Linked DNA regions of Mus musculus: region 2 is linked to region 1. The links are chromatin contacts, called in public HiChIP or PLAC-seq maps. All regions are on one chromosome and are shown on one strand. Each heading gives the region's core, a stretch centred on a gene start, on an enhancer-like site or on the middle of the called end of the contact. The rest is flanking DNA. Distances are from core to core; before and after follow the strand shown.

What was found. HiChIP or PLAC-seq counts read pairs in DNA pulled down with a chosen protein or histone mark.
Region 2: a contact with region 1 is called in an H3K27ac HiChIP or PLAC-seq map of extraembryonic endoderm stem cells. The contact joins two enhancer-like sites. A contact is called at or near these places in 2 of 484 Hi-C or Micro-C datasets (liver and nephron progenitors) and 2 of 115 datasets of contacts at active chromatin or transcription factors (extraembryonic endoderm stem cells and heart atrium).

Annotation. Positions count from the first base shown.
Region 1 is chr3:27,468,992-27,476,040 of GRCm38.p6, reverse strand. It overlaps Fndc3b (fibronectin type III domain containing 3B), which reads left to right. Exons shown (of 26, transcript NM_173182.3): 12 at 5,695-5,819; 13 at 7,001-7,049. Among named protein-coding and RNA genes, the nearest start is that of Gm32738, 10 kb to the left of the region's middle. Within about 2 kb of position 4,485, at least 15 of the 459 cell types and tissues checked have an H3K27ac peak or open chromatin away from gene starts, as enhancers often do. A contact at or near this core is called in extraembryonic endoderm stem cells, where this site is marked.
Region 2 is chr3:27,650,293-27,657,341 of GRCm38.p6, reverse strand. All of the region lies in intron 1 of Fndc3b (fibronectin type III domain containing 3B), which reads left to right. Among named protein-coding and RNA genes, the nearest start is that of Fndc3b, 57 kb to the left of the region's middle. Within about 2 kb of position 4,226, at least 54 of the 459 cell types and tissues checked have an H3K27ac peak or open chromatin away from gene starts, as enhancers often do. A contact at or near this core is called in extraembryonic endoderm stem cells, where this site is marked.

The DNA.
Region 1 (7,049 bases), core at 3,236-5,735:
TCAGGGACATGAATCCTGTGGGGCAGCCCACCCCGCCCGCCTGGCCTCCACTTGGCTGGAGTGCCGAAGAGGCGGAGTCAGTAGTGTTAAAAAGCACAGTAAAACAACAACAACAACAACAAAACACAATAAGTAACATTTGTAAAAGACCCCCCCCCCCAAAGTATATAGAAAGTTTGGGGAATGTTTATAAATCAAATACTATTTTATGTTGACAGAGGCAGATTTTCAAATAATAGCTAATGCTTTAGACTGACAGGCTTCCACATATCGATGGAATGATATATGAGTGCTTATGGTTTTTCAAATGGGAAATTAGATATGTTCAAGCTTCCACTGTCAGTGAAGGTTTACATAGTGTAGGTCGCGGCTTTCACATGTAATAGAAGTGTCTCCAGACGATTCTGGCGTGTTCCCTCTTCTAACAAAATCTAACTAAAGTGAGGTAGGTTTGCTGGGATGTGTTTTACCTAGAAAACTTATTGTGTGTGTGTGTGTTGTGCTGTGTGTTCATACATGTACAGTTGCATGTATCTGTGTGAGTGAGTCACAGCCCGAGGACAGCCTTGGGTGTGGGTCCTTAGGCACGTACCCCCTGTTTTAAGGCTGAGTTTCTCACTGATCTGCCTAGACTCTCTACCTCCCTATGCTTGAGCCAGGAAAATCACATTTTTTAACCTGGTTTGGGGGAGTTGAACTCAGGTCCTTATACTTGCATGGCAACTATTCTACCTCCTTGGCTCAGGAAACTTTTCCCTTCCCTTCCCTTCTTTTCCCTTCCCTTCTTTTCCCTTCCCTTCTTTTCCCTTCCCTTCTTTTCCCTTCCCTTCTTTTCCCTTCCCTTCCCTTCCCTTCCCTTCCCTTCCCTCCCCTCCCCTCCCCTTCCCTTCCCTTCCTCCCTTCCCTTTCCCTTCCCTTCCCTTCCCTTCCCTTCCCTTCCCTTCCCTTCTTCCCTTCCCTTCCCTTCCTCCCTTCCCTTCCCTTCCTCCCTTCCCTTCCCTTCCTCCCTTCCCTTTCCCTTCCCTTCCCTTCCCTTCCCTTCCCTTCCCTTCCCTTCCCTTCCCTTCCCTTCCCTTCCCTTCCCTTCCCTTTCTTCCTTCTTTTCTTTTTCATAACTAAAGTCAGACTGGGCAAAGCTGTCTGCTAAAATGACTTAATAGAAATGGGTAACATCCCTTGGTATTTCAGTCCTGCCGTCATCAATAATCTGGCTAGCCCTAGGCAGCGGGACAGCTGTGCCCAGGCCTAGCTCTGAGCTTAGCCATCGTTGGTGTGGCACAGAGGAGATTCTAGCAGAGTCCTCGGCAGAGTCCTCGGCAGCACCCGGACTGTGGCATGGTGCACCAGCTATGCCAAACACAAGCAATCTGGAGCAGCAGATGTGAAGACAGGCTCTGTCCTACTCTTAGTAGAAAAATGAAAGATAAGTTTATCCCGACTGGAGAAATGAATACAAGGAGCCAGGCCTACACCCCTGGCCACATTGAGGCAGACCTGGCTCCGAGGCTACTGACCTACTTTGACATGAACTGAAATAACCCTTGCCATGTTCTGACCCGACTCCACTGCCAGAGCCTGTGAGTCAAAAAGAAAGGCGGCCTTTCAGGTTCACTGGCTTGCTTCCGTTCATAAACTTGGGCATGCCCCTGCTTGTTTCCACGGCTCACTCTGAGTTCATCTGAGGGCAGTATTAATCTTTACTAGAATGTGAGACAGTCTCGGAGCACAAACTGTGCAGACCAGCCTTGGGCTGCTTCAGTTGGCTTGGGGTTGGACATTCCAAGCCTGGCCTGCCTCCTTTTCTAAGTTCTACGACCCCTGCCCACTTCTAGCCATATGGTGCCAGTTCAGGTACTGACCCTGACCCTCAAACTCCTGGTCAAAACTGCTCTCGAAGAAAAGGACTTGGACTTGCCAGCGAGCTGGCTCCTGTTGATGGCACCTACAGACCTTCCCAACCCAAAGATCCCAGCCCTGCTCCCTTTTCCTGTCCTCGTGGAAAGAGAAGGACTCAGCTCACCTTCTCAGCCCCGCTGTGTGCTTTTGGAAGCCTGGTCACCACAAGGGTATCTGCCATGGTTCACCGGGCCTATGGTGCACACCTCACTCTCTGAATCTGGGCCCGCAATTGCTTCTATTCCTGCCCCCACAGTCTATGGGAGCCACCATATGAGGGAGCACAGAGCACAGGTCACATTCGCTTGCAGTCTTGGAATGAGAGTGCATGCTACACTCTGCTCTGCGCGGTTCCTCTCTGAGGAATGGCAACAGCCTGCAACTTGGATTTGCTTTATACTCTGTGACGTCTAGAAAGCTTTAATTCCTGATCCTCTGAAAAGCTTGAGTACCTGATCAAACTCAGCGAATACTGTTTCTAAAATTCCATTCCAAGTTCAGTCAGCTCTTATCTTAGTCATGTTGGGGAGGAAAGGGTTTATTCAGCTTACACTTCCACATTGTTCTTCATCACCAAAGAAGTCAGGACTGGAACTCAAGCAGGTCAAGAAGCAGGAGCTGATGCAGAGGCCATGGAGGGATGTTACCTACTGGCTTGCTTCCCCTGGCTTGCTCAATGTGCTTTCTTTTCGAACCCAAGACTAGCAGCCCAGGGATGGCACCACCCACGGTGCTCTTCCCACCCACCCCCAACCACCACCACCACCACCACCACCCCCCACCGCCTTGGTCACTAATTGAGACAATGCCTTACAGCTGGATCTCATGGCTTCATTTCCTCAAGGGAGGCTCCTTTCTCCGTGATAACTCCAGCTTGTGTAAAGTAGACACACAAAACCAACCAGCACAGCTCTCAATCTTTCTACATATTCCTAAGTTCTATGTACATCATAGCACATCTCAGGGGTTGTTATTAAAGAAAGCTTGGAGCTAGAGAGAGCTCGGCATTTAATATCATTTAGAAGACCTGTGTGTGAGTGCTAGCACCCCCACCAGATGCCCCACATCTGCCTGTAACTCCTGTCTCAGGGGATCTGATGCCCTCTTCTGGCCATAGCAAGAACTGCAGTCACATCCACAAGCCCACCCTATGTAAAAGGAAAAATAAATAAGAAAAGTTTGGATAGTTTGTCCATAGAGGCTGGGTTGCTGCTTTTTAATGTCAGGGCAAATGCCGTGCGGGATCTGGGGCATTTCCATCTCCAGCTCTCTAGTGATACCTTGAAAAGAGAAATCTACCTTCTGGTGATTAACTACCCTTAACGTTGTAAACGGAATGGCTCTTGCACAGTGAAGCAAATCAACTAGTAAGGAAGAGGCCGACTTGTATTTACTGGCTATAGTTCTAAGTACCAGAAATGGGCAACGGAGGCCAAATATAGGCACAGGAGAAATGAGGCTCTGAGGGGAACCCACACAGGCGTGGAAGGGAAAGCAACTCAAGGGCAGGGTGTGCCTTTTTCAGCCTGTTTGCTCTGGGTTCACAAACAGGGGAGGAAGGCAGGCAGATCTCACTGCTGCTAAGATGACTGACTGTGAGCACACAGGATGCACATGTAGTGTAACCGGACACTGGCCAGAACTGCTGATGTACACAGAGGCAGCATCCCCATGAGTAGATCTACTGTATCAATCCACGCATCCAAGGTGAAAGCCGGTGCCAGTCACCAGTGTACCAGCCACACAGTGGCTTTGCTCTGTCATGCTGGGACGTGCGTGCTCTTACCTCCACCCGTCCACCCTGCACCTCAAGGTGTCTGAACCCTTGGCAGAGTGAGCTTTAAATCTTACAGATCATCAGGGCTTCCATTGAGACAGTGCCCTCCTGGCTGGGGAGGAGACGGGGAGCTGGATTATAAATGGGATTTACACTGCTGGGTGGATACTGCGTGTTTATGTTTAGTCTGTCTGCTCTAGTGTGTTTCTTCTTAATTACATGTCACCTGAAATGTGTTTCAGCGGTCTATATTCAGAGCCTGCTTACAGAAAAGAGATTCTTAAATTGGCTTAGAAGAAAACTGCTGGCTTCCTGCTTTAGGAAGTAATTTGCGAGTTTCAGACATACTCCTGGAGTCTCTGGACCTGGCGAGAACATTCACTCTGTTTTGCCTTTGTTAGTTAATAATGTGAGGTGGTTTGGTTCTGTTTTAAACAGGGTCTTAACCATGTAGCCCTAGCTGGCTTCCAACTCAATATGTAGACCAGGCTGGTCCAAGATTTTTGGTGATCATCTTGCCTGTGCCTCCTGAGGGCTGGAGTTGCCGGTGTTCACCCCCGTGCCTGGGTAGTATGTTTCCTTGTTTCATGATCGACCAATAAGATAATATTCATTGTGAGTGGAAATGCTGTTCATAAAACTGCTCATATGAATTTTTATGTCTCTGACCATGGCCCAGCTTAAATGGTCTTTTTCCTTAAATGTAGAACCATGAGACCCCAGCCGCAGACCTGAGTCTAGAGTCTCAGGCTGTATCCCAGCTCCCTCAGGAGCCTGGTGAGGGAGAATCACAAACTCAAGGCCGGCTTAAGGACCTTTGGTGACTCTGTCTTAAAATGAAATGGGATGAGGGGGTTAGGAGTGAGTCAGCAATGGAATGGTTGCCTGTCATGTTTGAAACCCAGGGCTCAACCCCGAGGACAAAAGACAGACAGACTGACAGGCACTCTACATGATGACAGGTTTTCTTTTTACACAGAAGAACTTGAAAACTCTTCATAAGAAACTTAGAATGAATACATGCTTATGCGCACGCTCTCTCTCTTTCTCTTTCTCTCTTTCTCTCTCTTTCTCTCTCTTTCTTTCTCTCTCTCTCTCTCTCTCTCTCTCTCTCTTTCTCTCCCTCACTCTTTGTATGTGTCTCTGTCTATCTGTCTGGGTGTGTATGTGTGTGTGGGGGGGTGGGGTTAGATATAGGCATTCAACCAATATTCCAAGTCTTATCAAACAATGATAAGTCCTTCTGCAGAGTTTGAGCTGCTCCTGATGTGGACAGGATGACTCAAAGGCTTGTGGCCAGTATTTAGGAACCAGTAAACAAACAGCTCACCATGGCCACCGTGATGGGTGTATCCAGGGGTTTGAGCCACTGTGACAGAAGAGACAAGACAAGCAGGGAGGCCAGCTGCCCAGATGGGGGTGGGGTGGGGTGTGAGGATTCCTGAGAAAGGCCAGGCCACTTCCGAGGTGCGATCCTTAGCTCTATGCAACTCTCCCTTGTTCAATGGCCACGGCCACCCACGCAAGTGAGGAGCATCTTAGTGACCGCAGTTCTTATCTGCCACATCGCCTTTCCTGCCACATCGCCCTGGGACTGACCTTCATCCTATGCTATCAACTAAACCCTGTTAGACGCCCAAGTCCGAAGGGCTCTGGGCCTCGTTGGCAGGTCTGTGTGGCTTTTGTGTTTAGAGTGCACTTCCATGTGGGGTGCTTCATGTTCAATGCCGGTTCCTCGGGATACCCACCTCCTGTTGTCTTAATTCATCCAAACTAGAAATTTCAGCTTTTGTTTAAAATATTCCTTCATTTTCTTATGGTAATTTGTTTTTTGGTTTTTGGGTTTTTTTTACAATTGTATACATTTGGAAATGTCATGGCAAACCCCCATCCATCCACACAGTAACTTTAAGTTTAAATGATGAATGAATGAATAAGCGTAGTGATAATAAACAGGTAGATGGAGAGTGCTATGTTCTGGGTGAGTTTCGGGTAGATGAACAGTCTCTGTGTCCTTCCAGGGAAAGAGAAACAGTGGTTTCAGACAGTGTTTCTTTGGAAGCCAGAAGCACTGCAAACTGACAAAGCTCTGTCCAGCCATGGGCTACACGTTCAGGCTCGCTGCTCGGAACGACATCGGCACCAGGTATGGCGTCTCCTTTTCTCCTTGCCTGTCAAATGTCAGGGCATGGCTCTGGCAGTCTCTCACATTGCTTGAAGGTGTGAGGATGCTGCCTCTGCACGGAGCACCTCTGAGAGCAAATCCTGAGGTGAGAGAAGGCCTCTGAGGTGGCCGGCCTAGCTGGACCTCTCTCAGCCTCACTGCTGTCATGGGGGAAGGCAACAGGAGAGCTTTGTAAAGGAAGCTGCCCTTCCCCCAACACCTGCTCCTATTCCACCTCACTTTGGGGGGTGGGGTGTAGGGGGCTAGGGGGGGTTTGAAACAGGGTTTCTCTTTGTAGCCCTGGTTATCCTGGAACTCAGTCTGTAGACCAGGCTGGCCTCGAACTCAGAAATCCGCCTGCCTCTGCCTCCCGAGTGATGGGATCAAAGGCATGCGCCACCACGCCCGGCTTCCACCTCACTTTTAATGGGACAGTCCTCCAGAGCCTTCTTTTTCATTTGTGTGACTGTTGCTGATACTGAGGGCTGCTGAGCAGCTATTATCAAGTCGCAGAAACAGAGAAAACCTGGACTGCCTCTGCTACAGATGTCTCTATGCAGGCGGCCAAAGGAATGAAAGAAACCACTCCTAACCTAGGGGCCTGTTGATTAAGGGGCTTTGAAAATAGATGTCTCAGTTCTTGCTAGATACCGCTTGATCAAGAGGAAAAATCTCTTTCTTTCATAAGTGCATCTTAAAGACTAGGCCATGCAGTGGCCCTAGCCTAGAGAACCTCTCTGAAACATCACAGAGTTTTTAGAACTTCCTCCCAGTGCCTGGAAACCAATATATCCTAAGAGTTTTCTGACTGGAAATGTCGGCACGATAAAGGCGTCTATGGTTGAGCAATTTTTAAATGAATTAGAAGCACTCACAGAGTTGGAAAACTGTGAGACTCAGGTTCCATCAGCAGAGTCGCTTGTTGGTGCCGCCTTCATTTGCAGTCCTTCTGTAGCCGCTGCTCTTACCTTAGTAAATACAGTGCCATGGTGTGCTTTTGAGGGAAGCAAAACGGCCAGCCTACTCTCTCAGGTCTGCCGTGCTCTTGTAAGTGCAGACTGTAGAGCCCACTGTGGCACTTTGAAGCTCTACTGGGCCATCTCCTGTATACAGGATCCCTCTGACACAGTGCCCACATGTCTCCTGTGCTCACTCCCCCACAGTGGTTACAGCCAGGAGGTCGTGTGCTACACGTTGGGAAACATCCCGCAG
Region 2 (7,049 bases), core at 2,977-5,476, 180 kb before region 1:
CGAGGTTTTGAGAGGGCTGGTGGAGGGGGGTGAATCTGCAGAGATAGGAGTGGGTGGTGGCTTCTTCAGCATTGGAAGTCTAGGCCTACTCACTCTGGGGAACATCTCTGACCCCACCCTGGGTGTCTCTCCCCCAGAGCTTTTCAGCTCTTTTGTGCCAGTTCTAGGCGAACAGAGTTGCCTCAGCTAAAGTATGTAACAGATTCTATTCTTAGGCTTATCCTAGCTGGTTCTCACTTGATTGGCAGGGTGCACTCCACCCAGAAAGTCTGATTTATTTTGGCAAAAAGAGGAGGCTTTTATGGAGCAGGTTATCTAAAAAAAGGAACCCTAGGGAACAGGCCCCACCCGAGCTGTCTGGGTTGGTCCGGGTGAGCGTGCCTAATCGAGGGCTGACTCAGCAAGATGACCCAAGGGCTGCCTTTGTGAATGTTACCAAACTCTTACTTAACCACAGATGTTCTGCCATTGTCTGTCCCACAGTCGGAGATGGATGGTGGCAATTAGTTCTGTGAGATTTGGAGCAACCTAGCTGAGTTCTGTCTATGGTAGCTTCTGAGTATTTCCTTACTAAAATTCCAGCACTCACGTGGTAGAAAGTAACTGAGTTATATGGGTTTTTTAAAAGTTAATTTTTATCATTATATAAATTATAGATGCTCATTATAGGTTACTTTAAACATATAAGTAGAAAAGGAAACCCATAACTCATTTATTGCCGCATTAGCCAGTAGGTAAGCTTGGGAACAGTTTGGTTCTAGTTCAGTGTGGTGTTTAAATAATGTATGTAACCTGACTATGCATTTCCTGAGCGGTACAGTCCGAGCACCTCCTCGGGACGTGCCTGGTTTGCTTTCCTCCTGTTGCACAGCGGCTTCCTGAAGGCAACGAGCGAGAGGTAGGATTTCTGGGCTGGGGAGATGGCATGCAAACATGTGAACCGGAGTTTGAGCTCTGGTACTGACGATACGCAAAGTGGGATGCAGTGGGCAAGCGGGATGTGATGGGTAGGCCTGCACCCAGGCCAGCCAGTCAAGGCCAGTCAGCCCTTGAGAAAATAATTTCATGGCTTGGGGCTTTAATTTTCTAAATTAAATTTCATTAAAAAAAATCTATGTGTTTGTGTGCCCATGTGTGTGCAAGCCAGAGATGGCCTTCAGTGTTGCTCCTCAGAGGCTGGTCACTCTCTCTGTCTCAGTGGCTTACTCACTGATGAGGGTCCGTTCTGGGGATCAAGCCTTGGTCTTCGAGTGTGTGTGTGTGTGTGTGTGTGTGTGTGTGTGTGTGCATTTTTATTAAGCAAAATGGTGCCTTGAGAGATTCATCTAGAAAAAGGGAATGGGACCTTTGGCAGTTTTGCTTTCACCTTGGGAGGGATTCCAGAGAACTGCAGTGAACAACACTAGCTTTGTTGGCTTAAATGTGTAGGCAGCCAGGGCCTTTGAACATGGCATTTGGAGTGGCTCACCATTCTGGCGACCTTGGAAAGTTCTCTGGAACTGCAGAGGTGCTCTGTGCCGAGGCCTGCTTCCTGTGTGGAGGTCCTATTGTGGAGGTTCTTTGAATGGGAGATCTGTGAACAAGGTTCCCACAGCTCACACTCTGGCCTCTGGGTAATGTAGATATGCACTCCACTGCGGGTCAGGCAGCAGTGCCTGGCGAGAAGCCCCTTGCAAAGACAGAGATTTTGGAGTTCCACTTATTTATAGTGGCCAGTGGAAAACTAATATGCCTGTTAAATCTATTTTTAAAAATGAAAGGGACGTCTCTGGTCCACAGTGCATCTGCTGAATGCGCGTCTGTTTGCTGTGGTGTATTTTTGCTAGTTCCCTGCTTTAGGAAGTGAATTTCAATGTCTTCTTCATCATTCTCTCTGAGCTTGAGACTTGAGGTTCTTGTCTGAAGAGTTCTCCTTCAGCCTCAGGAAAACAACGGGTTTTTTTGTTATTTGAATATATGTATGTGTGTGTGTGTATATATATATGCCTAGAGAATACTTAATGAAATTGTTGCAACATTTCAGACGGGCTTAAGTGAGCATCTGGCAAGGGTGGAGCAGGAAGCATTCTCACCTAGGCACGAGCACACGGGATTGGTTGTCTGGACACTGGTGATGTTGATCTTTGCTTTTAATGGAGAGCGTGAGTCTGCTTATCGGGGCATAGGGAGGCAGAGTTTGCATTGCTCGTGGGCCGACTGTGTTTGAGCACTCCACAGACACTCCATTTTGACCAGGCGTGGCTCTCTGCAGTAGCTTCTGTCTGTTGCAAAGAGAACCTTTAGTGACGATGGATGAGCGATACACTTACCAGGCGGGACTCAAGTTGGGCCCCACTGAAAAATATTTTCTGTGGTACTGGAGAGATGACTCAGTGGTCAAGAGTACGCAGTGCTCTTGAAGAGGACCCAAGTTCAAGTCCCAGCACAGGTGGAGAGTGGCTTACAACCTCCTATTCCAGAAGACCCAAAATCCATGGGCACCAGCACTCATGTGCACATACCAGCACACATATATGCCCACCTCCACATGATTACAAATAATAAATATTATTTTAAAACGAAGCTTAAGGCTGGGGCAGGTTCTGAAGATATTCACCTTTTCAACACTAGTCAGATTTCAAAGATAGGAAAGAAGCCACAGCTGGGAAGCCAAATTTAGACAATGGGGCTTATAGATGAAAGGCCTTAGACAGAGTGGAGGTCTGCAGACATGTGCAGAGTTTTGCCAGAAGTGTCTAGTGTGGATTTGTGCCTAGCTAATCCCATATAGTGTTTCACCGTAATGCCGTTTACCCTCGTGCCTTTATTTTAGACTCCCGCAGCAGGGCCTGGCACACAGCAGTATTTGTTAGGCAGTGTCTGATTATCTTTGGCCAGGTTCACTGGCATTTGAGTGCCTTTTTGACCAAGTGCTTTTGGAACATGGTTACTATGTTACTTTGTTTCTTTCAGAAAGAAGTGTTCAAGGTTTTTCTAGGTATTAGATAAAAAGCCTTAAAAACGGCAGTCTCAAAAACTGCTGCAGCACAGCTCACTCTGAGAAACTCCCCAGCAGTCTGTGACTTGCCTAGCTGCCCTCTCCTGTAGTCATTTTGCTTCTGTGTTTAATGATGACACACCTCCTGTCACCAGGGGGCCACTTTAGCTCTTTATATTTTATTTCTGCCTTTTTTTCCTGCTCTTAAGTTTTTTTAAATGCCTTGTTACACTTTCTTGTGTGTGTGTGTGTGTTACAGAATGTGTGATTGTATGTGTATGAGTGTGTGTATGTATGTTACAGTGTGTGTGGTTGTGTGTGTATGAGTATGAATATGTTACAAAGGTTAGGTTTGGCCCTCTCCTTCCCCCATGTTGGTTGCAGGGATTGGCTTGAAGTAAAAGCAGGTACCTTTACCATGGAGTTCCCTCTCCATCCTGTGTGCTAAGTCTTTGCCATCTGGGCTAAGAGATTGGATGATGGAGTAACTTAACATTCCTCAAGGTATCTATCTTAAAACGTTCTGAGGTCTCTGTCTTGGTAAGGTTTCACTGAAGCCTGAAAGCTCTTTGCCATTGTAGAAGGGATTGGGTACGCCTGGGAGACAAGGTGTGGCACTCTTAGGGTCCCTGTAGAATTTACCTCTTCTGGGTTTGGTCTTTGTGGTCATTTCATCTAGCCATCAAACCCTCTGGCCTGGCCATTTTGCGTCTGTCCACTCATCCAGGTTTGTTCTGTGCTGAGAGTCCCTGATCTCTGAGAGCTCACTAGGAGCCCTGGCTCATTGCCGGTGTCTGCACTTCCTACTTCTCCTGGGCAGAGACTTAGATGTCATGGAAGTTGTGCTGACCATTCACAGGAATGTCGTGAGGCCTGATAGAATTAGTGTGAATGATGCTCAGAACTCCTGCAGACCCTTCCAGAAAGCAACTTGTTGATTATGCTTAAAAGCCTTCTCCCTCCCCCGCTAAAGGGTGCTATACTTAGTTGTTAGTACCCAGGCAGGTGTTGAGATAGTTTACATGTGAGCTTCATTCATACTAGATCTCTAAGTAGAGATATAAAAATGCAGGTTGGTTGTATGACATGATCTAGAAGTCATGTGCTGAAGAACCAATTACTTATTCTGTAGGCAGAGAGATTGAGAGTCAGGGAGCCTGTGCAGAAGTATTCAGACACCTGAAATACAGCAGGGTCTGCCTAAGTGCTTCCAGGGTGCCAGGCATGCTGTGCCTGCAGGCTGCCTGGGCGTGCGCTGGGCCTGGAAGGGATCACAGGGTCTCTGACTCCTACTCGACCACCATAGCAGGCGTTCACGGTGGCCCAGACTGATTCTGACTTTCCTTATATTGTCCCTTGAGAAAGAGTAGAAGGAAATATACACGAAATTCCACATCTCACTTATAGAAAATACATGTTTGCAGTTACAGTCATCCTTAGCAAAAATATGCTGCTAAGCTGACTCGGCTGCAAGTGAGCAGGGCTCATCGTTCTGGAATGTTTTCTTGTGATGCTAGGCTGCCATCCTTGGGATGTCCAGGCGGGGTGTCAGAGGTACTGTGGTATGAAGGGCCCTGGAATCTAAGTGTTCCAGTAAAAGTGTCTGGTTCTGTCAGCAGCCTTACTTAAATACCATTCAAAAACAATGAACTAAACAAACCAACCCTTGGTAAACGTTTTCCGTAGATAAGCCCCTTTCCTCTCTCGGTTAATATTTGCAGAGCTGAGATATGGATTTGGGGTCTAGAGATTGTGTATATACGGTGATGTAACTTTTTTCCTTTTTTTTTTTTTTTTCCTCTAAAAGTTTGGTCTGTGGGGCGTGCTATGAAAGAAACCTCTGTATATTCATAGAGAACTTATATTTGGACTTTTTTCCTCTCCTGAAAATAGTACTTTCCCTAAGTAACTCTGGGTGTTCTGCCATGACTGTACTGTGAATGACTTCACGAAAGCCACTTAAAAGTATATTCAAAGCCAAGTTACAAGGAGAAAAGTGTCTGTGACCACTGTCCTGGCCTGTCAGGTGTCCAGGTGTGGAGCTAGGCCATGAGCACTCGAGGTTCTGTCCCCAGCCCACACCTATGGATCTGTGGAGTGTCGATGACAGGCCTGCACAGCCAATGAGTTAGTTTCCTTCCCTTTCTCTCGAGAGCAGGATGGGAGTTCTCGGGGGGCTTGCCATTCATTTTGTTCTGCTATAGTTTTATTTTTAATGGAAAGAACTCTATTTCACAGGATTTCTGTCAGAGCTTCCATGCTTCTAATTGGATGCAAAAAGCCAGAATATTTTTAAGCTTAAGATTTTTTTTTCCAGACGGCTGTGATTTGACTTCACTAATGAATACATATCAGACAAGAAGGCAAATTCCAGACTATTCGTGCCTCAACCAACCAGCTGGGCACATACCTCTCGGTACTGCTCATGTCTCAAGAGGGTTTTCTGCATGAGCAATTATCACCTCCCTTTCCTTCATTCAGGTGGCAAGCCATGGCAAGTGTCTTTCCTGCACAGGGTAGAACTCAGCTGTAAAATTAGATTTCATTGGCATAAAAACACAGCAGCCGCCAGCACAACCGTGTGTTTTGGTTCTCATCCTTCGACTGAAGTTCTTCCTCCCTTTAATAAGGAGGCCGAAGCCACTCCCGAACCAGTAAGACAGTTCAGGCGTCACAGGCTCCCGTTTGATTCTAGCTTTAGTTTAATCTGTAGTGAGTAAGCAGGGCAGGGAATTGGTGCTAAAAACATAATCTCTTAAGAGCAGAAAGGAGTGTGAGGGCTCTTCTCTAATTCTGCTACTTTATAAAACACAGAATTAATTGTTCAACTTTAGAGTCAATTCCTGATAAACTCCAGATTAAAACTTTCATTTTCTAGTAGTGAGTGTTGTGACAGCCTCCCCATCTGGTCCCTTCCCCCTCCATTCTCCCTCCTCCTTTCTACCCTCCCCCCCCCCCCCCCAAGCTGGCCCTTTTGAGCTGTTTTCACAGTGGAGCGCGGCAAAAACTCAGTTAACCATTACTCTTCCTCCTCTGTTCCTTCACATCCTTTCCCTCTAACTATTTAATTTGGTTTCTAAAACAGCCAAGGGGAGGATTTACCTGTGCCAGGTACCCTTCCTCGTGTCCATAGAAAGTGTGCAGGAACGATTTAGTGTAAGGAAATCCGCCTAACCACCCCTGGGCTTTTGTGTCTAATGTCTGTGACCCTGCATCAGGCTCACGGTGGCCACTGTGATGATACAGTGCAGTGCTCCTGGGAAAGGATGCAGGAAGTGGGCAAGACAACAGTGTGTGTGTGTGTGTGTGTGTGTGTGTGTGTGCATGTGTGCGTGTGCGCGAGTGCACATGAGCAGATCTTAGGATTTTAAATGGAGACTTTGATGTGTTTCCGTGTTGTTTTAGTACCTTCCCTCTATGAATTCTGTTGTTATTTCCATAGTTGTTTTATTAAAAGCCCTGGTTAGGGGACTGGAGAGATGGCTCAGAGATTAAGAGTACCTGTGCTTGCAGAAGATCCCATTTTGATTCCTAGCAACCACATGTTGGCTCATAACCATCCAAAACCCAGTTGCAGGGGACCTGATGTCGTCTTCTGACCTCCTCGAGCACTAAGCATACATGTGGTACACAGTTGTACATTCAAGCAAAACACTCATATATAAAACTAAATCCAATAAACAAACAAACAAACAAACAAACCCAGGTTAGCTTTGCTGCAAAGGCCGGATAGCAATGTTGGCAGCTTCTGAGTTTCTAGGTTCCGAATCGGGAGTCACAGGAAATTATTTTTCAAAACCAGTATTTGAGCCTGGTGGTGGCTCATGCCTTTAACCTCAGCACCCAGGAGGCAGAAGCAGGCACATCTCTGTGACTTTGAAGCCAGCTTGGTCTACAGAGTGCGTTCCAGGACAGCTAGAGCTACACAGAGAAACCCTGTCTCAAAAAACCAAAAACCAGAAACGAAACAAACAGAAAACCAGGATGAGGTAGAAAAGGGAAGATGGAAATGGAGTGTCAGATGGTGTTTGACAGAGCATCTATGGCGGACTGCTTACAGCCGCTGTCTTGC